Regions from separate parts of the Sus scrofa genome. Here all the other regions are linked to region 2. The links are chromatin contacts, called in public HiChIP or PLAC-seq and promoter capture Hi-C maps. All regions are on one chromosome and are shown on one strand. The core of a region is the stretch at or near the end of the contact, and the rest is flanking DNA. Distances in the headings are between cores, read along the strand shown.

The links. Promoter capture Hi-C pulls out the DNA fragments that hold promoters and counts their contacts. HiChIP or PLAC-seq counts read pairs in DNA pulled down with a chosen protein or histone mark.
Region 1: an H3K27ac HiChIP or PLAC-seq map of skeletal muscle shows a contact between it and region 2. The contact joins two enhancer-like sites. A contact is called at or near these places in 3 of 47 Hi-C or Micro-C datasets (embryonic fibroblasts, epiblast stem cells and mesenteric adipose tissue) and 2 of 2 datasets of contacts at active chromatin or transcription factors (alveolar macrophages and skeletal muscle).
Region 3: a contact with region 2 is called in a promoter capture Hi-C map of liver, with 4 times the contacts expected there. The contact joins the promoter of CARS2 here to the enhancer-like site in region 2. A contact is called at or near these places in 2 of 5 promoter capture datasets (fetal liver and liver), 20 of 47 Hi-C or Micro-C datasets (alveolar macrophages, blood, embryonic fibroblasts and 11 more) and 2 of 2 datasets of contacts at active chromatin or transcription factors (alveolar macrophages and skeletal muscle).
Region 4: a contact with region 2 is called in an H3K27ac HiChIP or PLAC-seq map of alveolar macrophages. The contact joins two enhancer-like sites. A contact is called at or near these places in 2 of 2 datasets of contacts at active chromatin or transcription factors (alveolar macrophages and skeletal muscle).

What each region holds. Positions count from the first base shown.
Region 1 is chr11:76,918,383-76,922,096 of Sscrofa11.1, forward strand. The region is part of intron 2 of COL4A1 (collagen alpha-1(IV) chain); the gene reads right to left. Among named protein-coding and RNA genes, the nearest start is that of COL4A2, 77 kb to the right of the region's middle. Within about 2 kb of position 1,304, at least 19 of the 83 cell types and tissues checked have an H3K27ac peak or open chromatin away from gene starts, as enhancers often do. A contact at or near this core is called in skeletal muscle, where this site is marked.
Region 2 is chr11:77,127,003-77,130,371 of Sscrofa11.1, forward strand. COL4A2 (collagen alpha-2(IV) chain) reads left to right here. Exons shown (of 48, transcript XM_021065909.1): 21 at 2,863-2,955. Among named protein-coding and RNA genes, the nearest start is that of RAB20, 60 kb to the right of the region's middle. Within about 2 kb of position 1,834, at least 51 of the 83 cell types and tissues checked have an H3K27ac peak or open chromatin away from gene starts, as enhancers often do. A contact at or near this core is called in alveolar macrophages, fetal liver, liver and 5 more, where this site is marked.
Region 3 is chr11:77,267,913-77,271,347 of Sscrofa11.1, forward strand. CARS2 (probable cysteine--tRNA ligase, mitochondrial) reads right to left here and starts at 2,024. Exons shown (of 15, transcript XM_021065916.1): 1 at 1,716-2,024. It overlaps ING1 (inhibitor of growth protein 1), which reads left to right and starts at 2,360. Exons shown (of 2, transcript XM_021065917.1): 1 at 2,360-2,693. The coding sequence starts at 2,495.
Region 4 is chr11:76,943,665-76,947,301 of Sscrofa11.1, forward strand. The region is part of intron 1 of COL4A1 (collagen alpha-1(IV) chain); the gene reads right to left. Among named protein-coding and RNA genes, the nearest start is that of COL4A2, 51 kb to the right of the region's middle. Within about 2 kb of position 1,632, at least 28 of the 83 cell types and tissues checked have an H3K27ac peak or open chromatin away from gene starts, as enhancers often do. A contact at or near this core is called in alveolar macrophages, where this site is marked.

The DNA of each region.
Region 1 (3,714 bases), core at 54-2,553, 210 kb before region 2:
CCGGGGAGTTCCCAACCTCAGCTGATTAAAGAGCAGCAGGCATTGTGGAAGCCACAGGCAGGGGTCTCCAGTGTCCAACACTTTGCTCACAACCACGTTCGTTCAAAGCAAAGAGAAACCAACAAGCTACACATCACATAACACAAACATTTACGCCGCAAACAGCACATCACCAAAAGTTGCTTAAAGCTTTGAAACGTGGCATAAATGCAAGGATGTGGGAGAGAAACTCCCAGAGTTGTCCTTTTCTCCAAACCCAAACCCCTCAGCCAGTCCTGGTGCTTGCTGGTGAATTCAGCACCTGCTGCCTTTTTTTTTTTCCCCTTTTGGCTTTTTGCTTTTTAGGACTAAACACTCAGCATATGAATGTTCCCAGGCTAGGGGTCAAATTGGAGCTGTAGTGGCCAGCCTATACCACAGCCACAGCAACGCCGGATCCTTAACCCACCGAGCAAAGCCAGAGATCGACCCTGCGTCCTCATGGATCCTAGTCAAAGTCATTACCACTGAGCCACAATGGGAACTCCCTGCTGCATTTGCTCTGATGAGAAAATGGGCTTCTGAACTTGATCTCCAGCCACTTCGCCTCCCCAGATTGGGCATTTTGCTGGAAGCGGAAGTCAGGAGGCTGGAAGCAGCGTGTGAATAAATGGGAGCGGATTAAGCCAAACCCTAGAGGCTACCATCGCGTCCTAAACGGAGTAAAGAAAACTAAGGAGTTCCCGTCGTGGCGCAGTGGAAACGAACCCGACTAGGATCCCTAGCCTCACTCAGTGGGTTAAGCATCCGGCGTTGCCGTGAGCTGTGGTGTAGACCACAGATGCGGCCCTGATCCCTCGTTGCTGTGGCTGTGGTGTAGGCTGGCGGCTACAGCTCTGACTCGACCCCTAGCCTGGGAACCTCCATATGCCATGGGGGTGGCCCCACAAAGACAAAAAAAAAGAAAGAAAGAAAACTAGGCGCGGCCCTTTGGCACAGCTCCTTGGACCAGCTGCATCCAGGGATCAACCAGGAAGAACAGATGCTCGCGTCCCCAGAGCCCGGCCCAGGACTTGACACCGAACGCGGGCTCCTTCTCCCCGAGGCCTGCGACAGGGCTGGGAAAGGAAGACATCCTCAGACCAAGACGCGACCAATGCAAAGCTCCTCAATACACTGTCCCTTCACCTAAAATCACAACAGACAGAACTGCACAAACTCCTGGCGCTGGAGATGGCTTCTCACGGGCATCACACGCACCGCCTCCCTTACTCGGACGTGGGAAGGTTCTACCCAAAATAGACCAGAGCTGAACGGCACACAGCTGGCTGAAAAAGAAGTGAGCCCTGAATCGCGTATCCTCGGATAACCCGACGCGAGATGGGAGGACGCGTGAAAGGCACGTCAGCAGAAAAGCCTCCGGTATCGTCCCGAGAGTCGGGGCAGATAAAGATTTTCTAAGTCTCTTTTTAATCGTGGAATGCATGGAGACCCAGAGCCAGATGAGCTGATTCCTCCAAGTTTCTCACTGAGTCAGCATGAAAGCCAGAAATAGAAAGGAGGCCAGCTTCCCCCAGAGCTGGTGTTTTTTTCTAGGTCACTAGAGCAAGCTGGTTCCCAGCGAATTTTCAGTAATTCACCAGCATCGCATTAGCCCCTTTTATGTCCATTTCACAGATAGGGAAATGAGGACTCCAAGGCTTTACTGACGCGTCGCATGTCACTGGGTGACCCCTGTGTGCTCCTGGGAACAGACGCAGAACTCTGAATTCCCAGTGGGAGCTCTCACCGCGAGGACACATTCCTCCCCGAATGTCAGCGGAACACTTGAGCAAGCCCCGTATCCCAGGAGTTTTGAAATTAAGGAGCTAGAGGAAGTGACTCCTCTATGGACATGGATCTGGCCGCCTCACACATATTTTTTTAACTTTCCTCATCTTTTGTTCAGACAAAAGTACACACGATTAGTCTCATACCCTGGACCCCGTCCAGGGCTCTTCTGGGCAGCAGGGCAGGGCACACAGACAGGATAAGCATTCAAACAGCAATACAATTAGCTGGCAAACACAGGCCAAGTGATGCCGCAGCCTTGCAGCAAATCTCCACGACGGGCAGAGGGAAAGCAAAGAGCTGGGCAGGTTGTGTGAAGGTTCTCCCACCAGGTCTTTCTAAGCCAGACTCTGCAGCTGCAAGAGCGATGCTACAGTCGTGACTGCTCGTGCGCCGGGGTTGCTGGGGTTCGAGGCAGAGCGTGCAGTTAAAACAACTGAGAAACAGGACCCTTTCGACACCTCTTTGCCATGAGATCCTGGAGGCAAGAGGTCCACGGGGACGTGGTGGCCAGAGCAAAGCCCATGACCACTGTCGTCACCGCAGCGAGAATTTCAAGTGGGGAGTGAGAAGGGCTTCCACAAACGTGTTTTGATGCAACCACATTGACTAGTTTTATTCCAGAAGGTCAGTGCTGTGTGCTGTACTAATTAAAAAAAAAAAAAAAAAAAAAAAAAAACTTATGTCCCAACAATGGAATGATTATCACTGCATCTTCCAAGGATGAAAGTCAGAATTGGAGGAGAAAAAAAATGCTATAAAGATGAAAGAACGCAGCCATGGTGAAAAATCTGGGCATCAAAATTAGCCACTCTAAATTAGGCAGGAAAGAGAGTTCCATGCATGCAGCAACATAAAATTTTTACATCATGTATTACGTAGAGAAGGACAAATCTTTTTTAAAAACCCATAAAAGATGGGAATAAAAGGCTTTTTATACTATCTAATTATTTCCCCTCCTCTTAAAATCCGTGCTTAAACAAGTTCAGATGGAACCCGAACACCAACCCTGGTCCCCTTTGAAGCTTCGTCAAGAATCCAAATCCAAACAGAGTCCCCAGGGTCGCGAGGCTGAGTGTGTGAAACGGTTCTAAGGATGGCAGAGGAGACACCGTTACCAGCAACAAACCCTGAATTATCACGGATCCAGCATCAGCAGGCTTCAAAATCTTACTGTCTCTTTTAGTCAAACTTTGAATTAATTTTTCAAATTTAAAATCATGGAGTTCCCGCTGTGGCTCAGCAGTAATGAACCCCGACTGGTATCCATGAGAATGCGCTCAGTGGGTCAAGGACCCCGCGCTGCCGTGAGCTGTGGTGTAGGCAGCTCGGATTCTGTGTTGTTGCTGTGGCTGTGGTGCAAGGGCCGGCAGCTACAGCTACAATTTAACCCCTAGCCCGGGAACTTCCATATGCCACACGTGTGGCCCTAAATAGCAAACATAAATAAATAAAATCAATTAAGACACTACGATAACGGATGTTGACAGTGGGCTGAGGTCCAAAGGAAAACACCGCCCAGGCCCTGGGCTCCCCCTGGACGGGGCCCGACTGTGACAGGCAGGACCACCTGTCCCCAGGCCCGAGGCTTGCCCATTAGAGAGGAGAGCACAGCCAGCAAAGGATGCTTGTTGGACAGGATCTGCAGTGGGGTTTCCACCTCTCAGAAATAAGGATGTTAAAGGCAGCGCAAAGTAAGTATTTATTCATTCAGCATTTAGCACAAACTCTGAACTCAATAAAAGTGGGTAAATGGACGAGGATCTAAGCAGAAGCGGGACATGAGCTCAGCGTCAGCTAAGATGTGAGCTCTCTGTGCAGCCACTGTACAGTGCGGTGGCTGGCAGGACGGGCTGCTGGGTCCCCTTTTTCCAGTCCAGAGCCCATGGGCACCATTAGAGGCTG
Region 2 (3,369 bases), core at 584-3,083:
ATTACATTTCTCGAGTAAATGGTTTCTGCCGAGTTTTCCTTTTTTGGCAACAGAACACGATGTGTTAAAAATAAGAGCATAAAAGTACGCCTCCCTACAAGACTGTGATTGAAGGCTAACCTTGCCATTGTTCCTGTAACTAAACTACGTTGACAGAGACACTAACACATTCCATCTGGCTTCGTAAATCTTGCTTAGTAACTCTGCAGTTTACGGACATACGTCATCTGTAAACGAAGCCACTGGTTTCGCCTCCATGTTGTTAACCGAAGGGAGAATTTAGTAAATCAATGGAAGGGCATCTTATACCTTTTATCAATTTAAAATTTCTTAAGCATCCAACTTAAGTTCTCCTTGAAATAGACACATTATTTCCCAGTTGTTTTTTAAGGCAGTCTCTTGTACAAAAAGCAGCCAACCGTGGTGGCCTTTTAAAATATTTTCGGAGTTCCTGTCGTGGCGCAGTGGTTAACAAATCTGACTAGGAACCATGAGGTTGTGGGTTCGATCCCTGGCCTTGCTCAGTGGGTTAACGATCTGGCGTTGCCGTGAGCTGTGGTGTAGGTTGCAGACGCGGCTCAGATCCTGCGTTGCTATGGCTGTGGCATAGGCTGGCAGCTACAGCTCCGATTCGACCCCTAGCCTGGGAACCTCCATATGCCGCGGGAGTGGCCCAAGAAATGGCAAAAAGACAAAAAAAAAAAATAAAATAAAATAAAATAAAATATTTTCAAGTAGAGTCATAATTTACTATCGATGACCTCGACTCCACAGAGTTCTTCACTCTCCCCCTGGACCGAGATCGTTGGTCCTTTTCTTGTTCACTGCATGTCACCTGGTTTTCTGTGCTGCCACTGATGGAAAGCAGAATTTGTAGTCTTGTGCAGCTCCAGCAAAGTCAGACCGGGAAGTCGTTTTTCTTTCTGAGCTGAACATTCCGCTGACTCCGGGTTCCAGCTCAGTTAACTGAGACGACTGCTGGGCCAGCTCCTTTGTGCCCTAGAATCAGTCCAAATTACCGCCCCGTTGTTCCGGCCACTGGTCTCTTGGAGGAAAACCGGGACGGAAACAGGGCGGGGGCGCCCGCTGTCCTTCAGGACTTGTTGGAAATTGGTAATGTAGCGGATGAAGAAAAAGCTTCGTTGGGGTGGGGGGTGGCCCCTTGAGATGGCCACCAAGTGCCCTTCCTGTAGATTTGCAAACGCTGCCAGGAACCCCCACAACCTCTCCGTCTGGGAGATTAGTTATTTTAATCTCACGTATCAGGAGAGCTGGAGACATAACATGAAGCCCGCAGTCCGCCCCTGGACGCGCCTGCCCTTGACCTGGTCACCAGGGACCCGTGCAGCCGCGTCCTGGGAGCCATTTGCCCCACCAGCAGCCTGCCCTTGGCCCGGGAGGCTGCCAGCGGCCCCTCTGCCCACCCTTCTCGGGCTCTGGGTCGCCTGCTGACTTCCTGAGGCTCCTCTGCTGGGTCCCCACCACCACCACCCTCCAGGAGAGGGCGAACTTTCTGTCTCTGTCTCGGCCCAGCGTACTCACGCATTCGCAAGAATTGCAATACCAGTCACGCGCCAGCTGTCCCTAAGTGTTCTGTGCTGTTCCCTCCCTGGCCCAGTTCTGGGCTCTGAGCTGCACGCCGTCCCGCGGTTAACCCAACACCTCGTCACCCCCGTGTGTCCCACAGGCATGGCCAGCTTTTCGTGTCCAAAACTGAGCTCCAGATCTCGCTCCCGTCCCCACCCCCGGCACCGCCCCCTCTCCCAGGGCCCCGCCCATCACACGCCCCAGAGCTGGAGCCCCGCCCTCCATCCCAGCCCGTGCTTCCCGGGCGTGTGCGGCCCTGTTCCCACCACGAGGTGGCGCTCTGCTCCGGAGGGACCCAGAGCGTCCTGTGGGCTCTTAGAGGCCATTTCTCACACCCTTGCCTGGACGTCCCTGTTTGGAATTCTCAGGGCCCTGCAGACGGGGCAGCCCTGCCGAAGTGCCCTGGTCCTAGGGAGGGGGGAGGGGGAGGCGGACGAATCACAAGTCATCCATACAGTTACACGAACTCACATGTGCATGTGTCGACGTGTGTGACCCCAAGGGGTGAAACGGAGGAGCTTGGGGCCTGGGGGGCGCGCCAGGTGCCCCTGCTCCAGGGAAGAGGGCAGGGCCAGGCAGCAGGCTCGTCTTCATGTCTTTTATTGTTTTGCTTGGGTCTGGTTTTTGTCATTCTGGGAACCAGCAGTTGCTGGTCTTAGAACCCATGACTTTAGCACACACGTAAAACGTGTAGTTTAAAAAATCCAAACTCTGTTGCACCACTGTGGTGCAACAGGATCGGTGGTGTCTCTGCAGCGCTGGAATGCAGGTTCGATCCCCAGCCTGGCACAGTGGGTTAAGAATCCAGAGCCACAACTGTGGCTCAGGTCGCAACTGTGGCTCAGATCTGATCCCTGGCCTGAAAACTCCAGATGCCACAGGGTGGCCAAAAAAGATACAGAGGAAAGAAGGAAGGGAGGGAGAAAGGAGGGAGGGAACAAAGGAAGGAAGGGAGGGAGAGAGAGAGGAAGGAAGGAAGGAAGGAAGGAAGGAAGGAAGGAAGGTTAAAGAAGAAATCCAAACTGACCTTAGGACTCAGTGTTTCTGCAAAGCAAAGATTTCTCTTCTAGACTTTAATAGAAACGAGGTTGGAGGTGCTCTCCTGTCTTTCCGCCCCTGGACGCCATGGCCACAGAGCAGCCTCCGTTGGGGTGGGCTGGGAGTGGGGGTCATTTTCTGTTGGGAGACTTACCCTTAAACCTTCTTATGCAGGTTCAGGGAGAGACGGGGTCCCCAGGGCTGTGTAACGTGTGTCCTCATGGGTTTTGTCTTCAGATTTCCTGTTCGGCCTCAAAGGCGCCAAAGGCAGCATGGGCTACCCTGGGCCTTCCGGTTTCCCGGGGGCTCGCGGCCAGAAAGGTTGGAAAGGTAAGAGTGCCGGGAGCCGCGGGCTGGGCGCCGTGCAGCCCTTCCAGCCCGCCTCGCCGCGTCTCTGGCTCTGAGGTGGGAATGAGCCCCCGCTTCCCCTCCCCCTGTGGACATCGCACTGGAACGGGCGGGGGGGGGCTCCGCATTTCCTTCGCACCCATCCCTCACCGTCTCTGTCCTGTCTGCCACCCTCAGCACCCAATTTTCAGGGAGCACAGGGCCCCACAGGGGGCAGAAAAGACCCACGGTGATTTGTTAGCCTGAGTTCAGATGGTTCATTCTGCTCCAAGAAAATGTCACCAGTATTTGCAAAGGGCAGCAGCCGGTGTGGCCCTGACGGAGATTAGGGATTAGGGCAGAGGTGGCGAGACTCCGGAGAGGCTCAGGTGCTGGCTCGAAGGTGGGGCCGTGAGA
Region 3 (3,435 bases), core at 774-3,273, 140 kb after region 2:
TTGATTTAAAAAAAAAGGCAAAAAAGAACCTGGAGTTCCCGTCGTGGCCCAGTGGAAACGAATCTGACTAGGAACCATGAGGTTTTGGGTTCGATCCCTGGCCTCCCTCAGTGGATTAAGGATCTGGCATTGCCATGAGCTGTGCTGTAGTTCACAGACAGGGCTTGGATCCCTCCTTGCTGTGGCTGTGGTGTAGGCCGGCAGCTGTAGCTCCAATTAGACCCCTAGCCTGGGAACCTCCATATGCCACGGGTGCAGCCCTAAAAAGACCAAAAAAAAGCAGAAACAAACAAAAAAACCTCCGGGATTTCCCATCCTGGCTCAGCGGTAACCAACCCAACTAGTATCCAGGACAACTAGGATTCGGTTCCTTTCCTGGCTCAGCGGGTTAAGGATCCGGTGTTGCCCTGAGCCGAGGTGTAGGTCGGAGACAGGTCTGGGATCTGGTGTTGCTGTGGCTGTGGTGTAGGCCTGTAGCTGTAGCTCCAATCAGACCCTTGGTCTGGGAACTTCCATATGCCACAGCTAGTCATTAAAAAAAAAGAAAAAAACAACAGCAGGAGTTCCCCATCGTTGTGCAGCGGAAACGAAGCCAACTAGGAGCCATGAGGTTGCAGATTCAATCCCTGGCCTCACTCAGCGGGTTAAGGATCTGGCGTTGCTGTGACCTGTGGTGTAGGTCACAGACGCAGCTTGGATCCTGCGTTGCTGTGGCTGTGGTGTAGGCCAGCAGCTACAGCTCTGATTCAACCTCTAGCCTGGGAACCTTCATATGCCACAGATGCAGCTCTAAAAAGCAAAAAAACAAAACAAAACAACAAACACTCCAGCTTGATGGTCATTGGGAAGGGTAAATTATTTCTCACCTTTTTTCTTTCTTTTTTTTTTTTTTTTAACAGCTGCTGGCCTACACCAGAGTCACAGCAACACCAGATCCGAGCTGCATCTGCAACCTACACTACAGCTCAGGGTCACACCGAATCCTTAACCCACTGAGAGAGGCTAGGGATGAAACCTGGACCCTCATGGTTCCTAATCGGACTAGTTTCCACTGCACCATGACAAGAACTCCACCTTTATTTTTTTTTTTTAATTTATTTTTAGTTTTTTGGCTTTTTGCCATGTCTTGGGCCGCTCCCTCGGCATATGGAGGTTCCCAGGCTAGGGGTCGAATCGGAGCTGTAGCCACCGGCCTACGCCAGAGCCACAGCAACGTGGGATCTGAGCCACGTCTGCTACCTACACCACAGCTCACAGCAACGCGGATCCTTAACCCACTGAGCAAGGCCAGGGATCGAACCCACAACCTCATGGTTCCTAGTCAGATTCGTTAACCACTGCGCCACGACGGGAACGCCCACCTTTATTCTTAAATTCAGATAAACACTACTCATTTTAGAGCCAGTGAATGCAAGGATTAAAAGAACCTCTTTCTTGTTACTGTACTTTAAAATTACGTATATGCGTTTCTCCTATGCAACGTTTACTCTATTCCATATAGTCTCTTCGTTGCCACATAGTGTCACAGTATTAAAGCCTTTTAAGCAGGCTAGTGGCCAATAAATGAAACTTTACCTATCATTTGCTTTACACTGGGCCCAAGCTGGAAAAGTGTGACTCTCTAAGTAAAATAACCACTTTCCCAAATATCGAAGTGAACGTTTCCTGATGTGAGGGTGCGATGAAGGGGTAGAATGAAGATCAAACCCATTTACCTCAAAGTTTTACTCCTACTCGTCGTTTATCACCGCAGCAGCGTTCCAACCCATTTCCAAAGACGACCAGCCCAACTTAGTCTGCACTGACAGCCACATCGCGGACTGCTCTGCAGATCGCTGCTAGGGGCACTGCGGATCAAAACCTATTTTACAAACACTGGCTCGGTCTGAATGACACTGAGTAATTAAGAAACTCTCCCGCGGTCTTGGTTGTCACGACACTGTTCTCCGGACACTCGGGAACTCCACCAGAACGTGATGAACCGCAGAGCATCGATTCAGTCCCAGGGGGAGCGGCCACGGGCAGCAGGGCACCCGGAGCCAGGCGAACCCGCCCACCCACCCGTCCGAGAGACGCAGCGCCGCCCAGGCACAGAGGCGGTAGGGACGTCAGGGGCCGAGGCCGAACTACCTGACAGGGTTAGAGTTGGCGACACGACACCCGCCAAAGGACAGGGCAGGACAAAGGAGGCCAAACGAGTCCTCCGAAAAGCACCAAGCGCGGCGCAGACCCGCACGCCGCGGACAAAGCGGGGGAGGGGGCCACGCCCACAGGCGGGGCCTCGGCCGGAAGAGGCGGGCCTCGCGCGGCCCCGTCGTCTAGGCAACGGGGCTCCTCGGAAGCCCAAATCCAGGCGTTTAGGGCGGGGAGGAGGGGGAGGGGGGCCCAAGGCTGCACAGGGAGAGGCCCCCGGGACCCGGGCGCCCGGACGCTTGCCCCACCACGGCTTGGGTGGTCTTTCGAAGTGGGGGCGCGGACTTTAAGAGAGGATTCCATGGCACATGCGGGAAGGGGTCGGGGTCACCTGCCCTCTACGGGGACCCGGCCTGGCGAACCGCTCCCCTCTCGGGTCCCTTTGTCTCCAAGCCGCTCGGCGCTGGGCTCCGGCCGGCAACACAAAGGGCGGGCGGTGAGGACCGCGCAGGCGCGGGAGCCGCCGAGGCTGCCGGGAGTGGTGGTCCGACTGCCGAATGGTAGGTCTCCGGCGCGGGCAAATGGGCCTCTTGGCCACACAAGTACGCATGCGCAACCACTTCCGTCTTGCCGGGCCAGCCTGGTCCCTCCGCCCCCGGAGGGACGCGGGTTTCTAGTAGTAAGAGCCGAGGGGGAGGTGTCCGTGATCGCCCCGCCTATTCTTTCTCCTGATTGGGCCGCCGGGGTGAGGGCGGAACCTGGATTGGCCCTCGAGGTTGCCAGTCTGTTCCGGGCCGTACTTATTTCCCGGCTGCGAGGCGGGATCAGGAGTGTGGGACTGAGCAAAGGGAAGGAGATGGTGACCCGGGATTGTGATGGTCCCGAGGCCGGGTCGGTTCCAGAGAGCTCTGGGCTATGCCACCTGCCTCTCCCGCAACACCCAGCGGCCATGCAGCCCCGCCCAACGCACTTTGCCTGCAAGTGCGAAACTCCCACTAAAGTTTTCAGCTCGCCCGCTGCCCCTTGCCCCCGCGGCCCCTGCCCCGGCAAAAGTGACAGACAAAGCCACACCCCCGTGCGGCGGGGCCGGTGAGGGGCGTGAATGCGGCGGGGGCGGGGCCCACGGGGGAGGGGGCGGTGGGGCCAGGACGCATGCGCGATGCAGGGGGCCGAATGTTTCCCAAGTGTTTGAAACTGGTATTTGGGTTTTCCACGTTGGACAAGTGCGGCGCGGCGGGCGGCGCGCGCCCCTTCCCGCGCTCGCTCGGCCCCGGCCCCGGCCCCTGCGCCGGGGTGCGCGCC
Region 4 (3,637 bases), core at 382-2,881, 180 kb before region 2:
GGAAAGCCCAACAGGTGAGGCAGGCCTGCGTGGCCAGGGCTCCAGGTGACCTCCCCCTGTGGCTGTCCTGTCCCCACAAGGCTCCTGCTTCCTGAGCCGGGTCCAGAACCCACGTCTGCTCTTCTTTTTCTTTAATGGCCGCACCTGGGGCATATGGAAGGTCCCAGGCCAAGAGTCGAATTGGACCTGCAGTTGTGACCTACAGCACAGCCACAGCAATGCCAGGTCCGAGCCATCTGCAACCATAGCTCATGGCAACACCAGATCCCTAACCCACTGAGCAAAGCTAGGGGTGGAACCTGCAACCTCATGGAGACGACGTCGGGTCCACAACCCGCTGAACCACGAGGGGACGCCACCTCTGCTCTTTAATCGCAGCTAAACTTCACTCCGACCGATTCCAGAAGGAAGACTCAATCCGGCTAAGCGAACCCTGACCCTGACCCACTTAGGAAATGTCCGCCCACCACCAGGCTTAGCTGGGGGTCCCAGCTGCAGTCCGGACGGCACATGGGCTTTTCTCACCACGGCTCAATCACGGCATCTTCAAAACCTCAGGACGCATGGGCATCTAATGACTGAAGCTGAAAAACTGCTGTTTCGTGATTCTGGGGTTTTTCTCTTCTGAACTATGGATAAAATCTCAGCAGCTTATCTTTATTCACTTTGAGGGCGGTTGTAAAAATGAATTTCCTGGAACGGTTCCCTTAAGCTATCAGTACAGGCCTTAATTGCAGGAGACCCCAGATAAGAGGTTACAGGGCCCCAATTGTGGAGGCTGAGGTCAAGCTCCTTCTCAAGCTTTTGCTCCAGAACCACACCCAGCCAGTGTGACTGACCAGCCGACACTTTTCCCCTGGACAACTTTTCAGGTTATGACAACTACGGGGGGAAATCTGAGATGAGAAAAAGGACGAAAGCCTTATTGTAGCCCCATGATAGAAATAAAGGACCCTCACCCTGCTCCACCAGCTCATATCAAGCAAAAAAAAAAAAAAAAAAAATTTTTTAATCCCAGACAAAAGGCATTCATGCCTCTTTATCAGCTTTATTCTGGTGGGAAATTTTATTACCATTTATGGCCCTAAAACATTTTCAAAGAATTGATAATTCTAAGAATATCTAAATTATTGTTGACTTTTTAGGATAAAATGCATTTTGAAACCATGATTTTTGTTTTGTATTCTGGATGGCCTATAGCTTTTTATGTAAACGGCTCTGTTTAAAACACAAAACTAATTTTTAGAATAACAAACAAAAATCAGGAGAGGCATATTTACTTTGCTAAATAAAATCTGCTTTGAAATATCGCTATGCTGGCCCTGTACAACAGCTGTCGCAGAATGGCTCAGGCTGGCTACCGCCCTGGTGCCTAGAGACATCTTGGCCATGCATTCAAGGGTGCACAGCTAAAAAGGACACCAGTGACGCTGCAAGTGTCCCTTTCAATCGGGTGTAATGTCTGGTTTTGAAATAGCTCATTAATGAAAGCCTTGAGTAATGAATGAAAGTCTCAAGCCCCCATTATGAATTATTTCTCCAAAGGGCAAATAAACCGCATGAGTTACTCAGCCTCACAATTCCACTGATGACCTAACATGCTAAAGGCCATGTCACAAATTTCATGATTTCCTGAGGAATTACATTCTGCATCTGGACCTCTCGGTGAAATCAAAGGACAGAAGGCATCCCGCAGACTCCAGCAGCTTCCTCCTGGCTGCACGTCTGAGCGAGTCTGAGGGCTGCTCATTTTTCCCAAAGTGGGGAAGCTCTTGGGTTACCGTCAGAGAGCTCCCGCCCCATCTGTTTCAGATTCTAGAACAGGAAGAACTTGTACATTCTGTGGGAAGAACTCACATCTTTCCTCTCCCTGGAGTTCAAGGTCAAGTAAACCAGCCCAAAGGGCGCAGAGTGATGCCTGTGCTATCTTCCCAGGGGCACATGCTTGACCTAAGGATTCACAGCCAGTGGAGCTGGTCACCAAGACAGTGTCCACTTGGAAACGGGAAATGTGGCTGAAGATCCCAAGGCCAAAAACTTGGGGGTCTTGGTCCACCTTAGAGAAGGGTCACCCAGACCAGTGAGTGTCAGAGAACCCTAAACAGCGCTGGGGGGGAGGCAGCATCGTTCATAATGTATAACCATAGAAAAACGCCATGAAAACCAAGCAATCTTGACTGCCAATCATGTACCACAGGAGCATAATAAGCTCCCTCCAAGTGGAAGCTGATTTACAGAAAAATGTACATCGGTTCTCAGTGAAGCCTCTCTCTCTCTCTCTCTCTCTCTCTCTCTCTCTCTCTCTCTCTCTCTCACACACACACACACACACACACACACACACACACATCAACATCGGGGGTCAACTTTAATTACCCTCAAATAAGACGATGGAAAAAGAATGCAAAAGGCACAACAAAGTCCATCTTAAATCAAATACCCCTTATATTCTGCACGCATCTCTATACTTTTCATGATATAAAACAAAGCAAGTCGTTTGAATGTTCTTTCATGCCCCAATTAAGTTTCCAGAGCATCAACCCATCGGGATTAATGCAAGAAATGATGCTCAGTTCTAAACATTCCCAAAGATTCAGGATACACGGTACTAGTGCCCAAGAAGGAAGGGGAGAGATGGACGCATGAGTTTCACTTGAAATAAAGCCTGTTTCTGGGCTGTCTCCCGTCTCTGGACCAAGAGAACGCGCTTCTCAACATTAAAGTGAGTTCTAGGTGGGGATGCAGGAAGAGGGGCGGGCTCATTCTGTTTAGAGACTTTTTACTTAACCAAGGACGCCAACTGCTAGTTATTCTGCGTGTGTGTGTGAGAGAGAGAGAGAGACGGAGGGAGGGAGAGAGAAGGGGGAGGAATGCCTTATGCTGACTTGCTCACTGTGGCTCGGCTTCCACAGGAAGGCCTACTGGAAATAAGTCAAACGGAGTGAAGTCCTCAAGTTTCTGCTTTTCCTCCTGCTTCTGGTGGGAGAGAGGCCTTTCACATGTCCTCCCTTTAACGATTCTGTGTGTCTCCCATCCCACCAAATAGGGACATGTGGCCCTGGGCCAAGTCTAAACAGCTTATCTTTCAAATTCCTGTTCGCATTCTCTACGCTGTGCAAAATGTCCAAATAGTTTCGTGGTGATACTGCAATCCCGGTTTTCTTGCTGGTTGTAGCTCTTCCTCAGGGCTCTCGTGAATAATTACCTACGCCACTAAAAAAATACGTGGAGGCGCAGGAATGCATTTTCAGGCTAGTGGGGCAGAAAATGAAAGTGTGCAGAAACCAAAGGGGAGCTGCCGCCCTCACCCCCAGGGCGGGAGGGGCCGTCAAGCACAACGCCCCTTCCGGATCTCCGATCAGCAGCGTCTCTGAGGCTGAGCATCACCCCCCGCCTGGTCCCCAAATTCCATCCTGGCACCTGCCCCACCGGTATGCAGGCAGAGGTCCATCAAAAGCCGCGTCATGCATTATCATTCCTTACACCTTTTCACAACCACTGGCCCTTATCACATGCTACGGAAGCTGGATCTTTTCAATTCTGCTCATTTTAATCGTTACATTACCCCAAAAGTTAGTGTGGCGAATAAAAGCTATCTACCTCCCCCAAAAAAAAGCACCGCGACACCGCGACACTT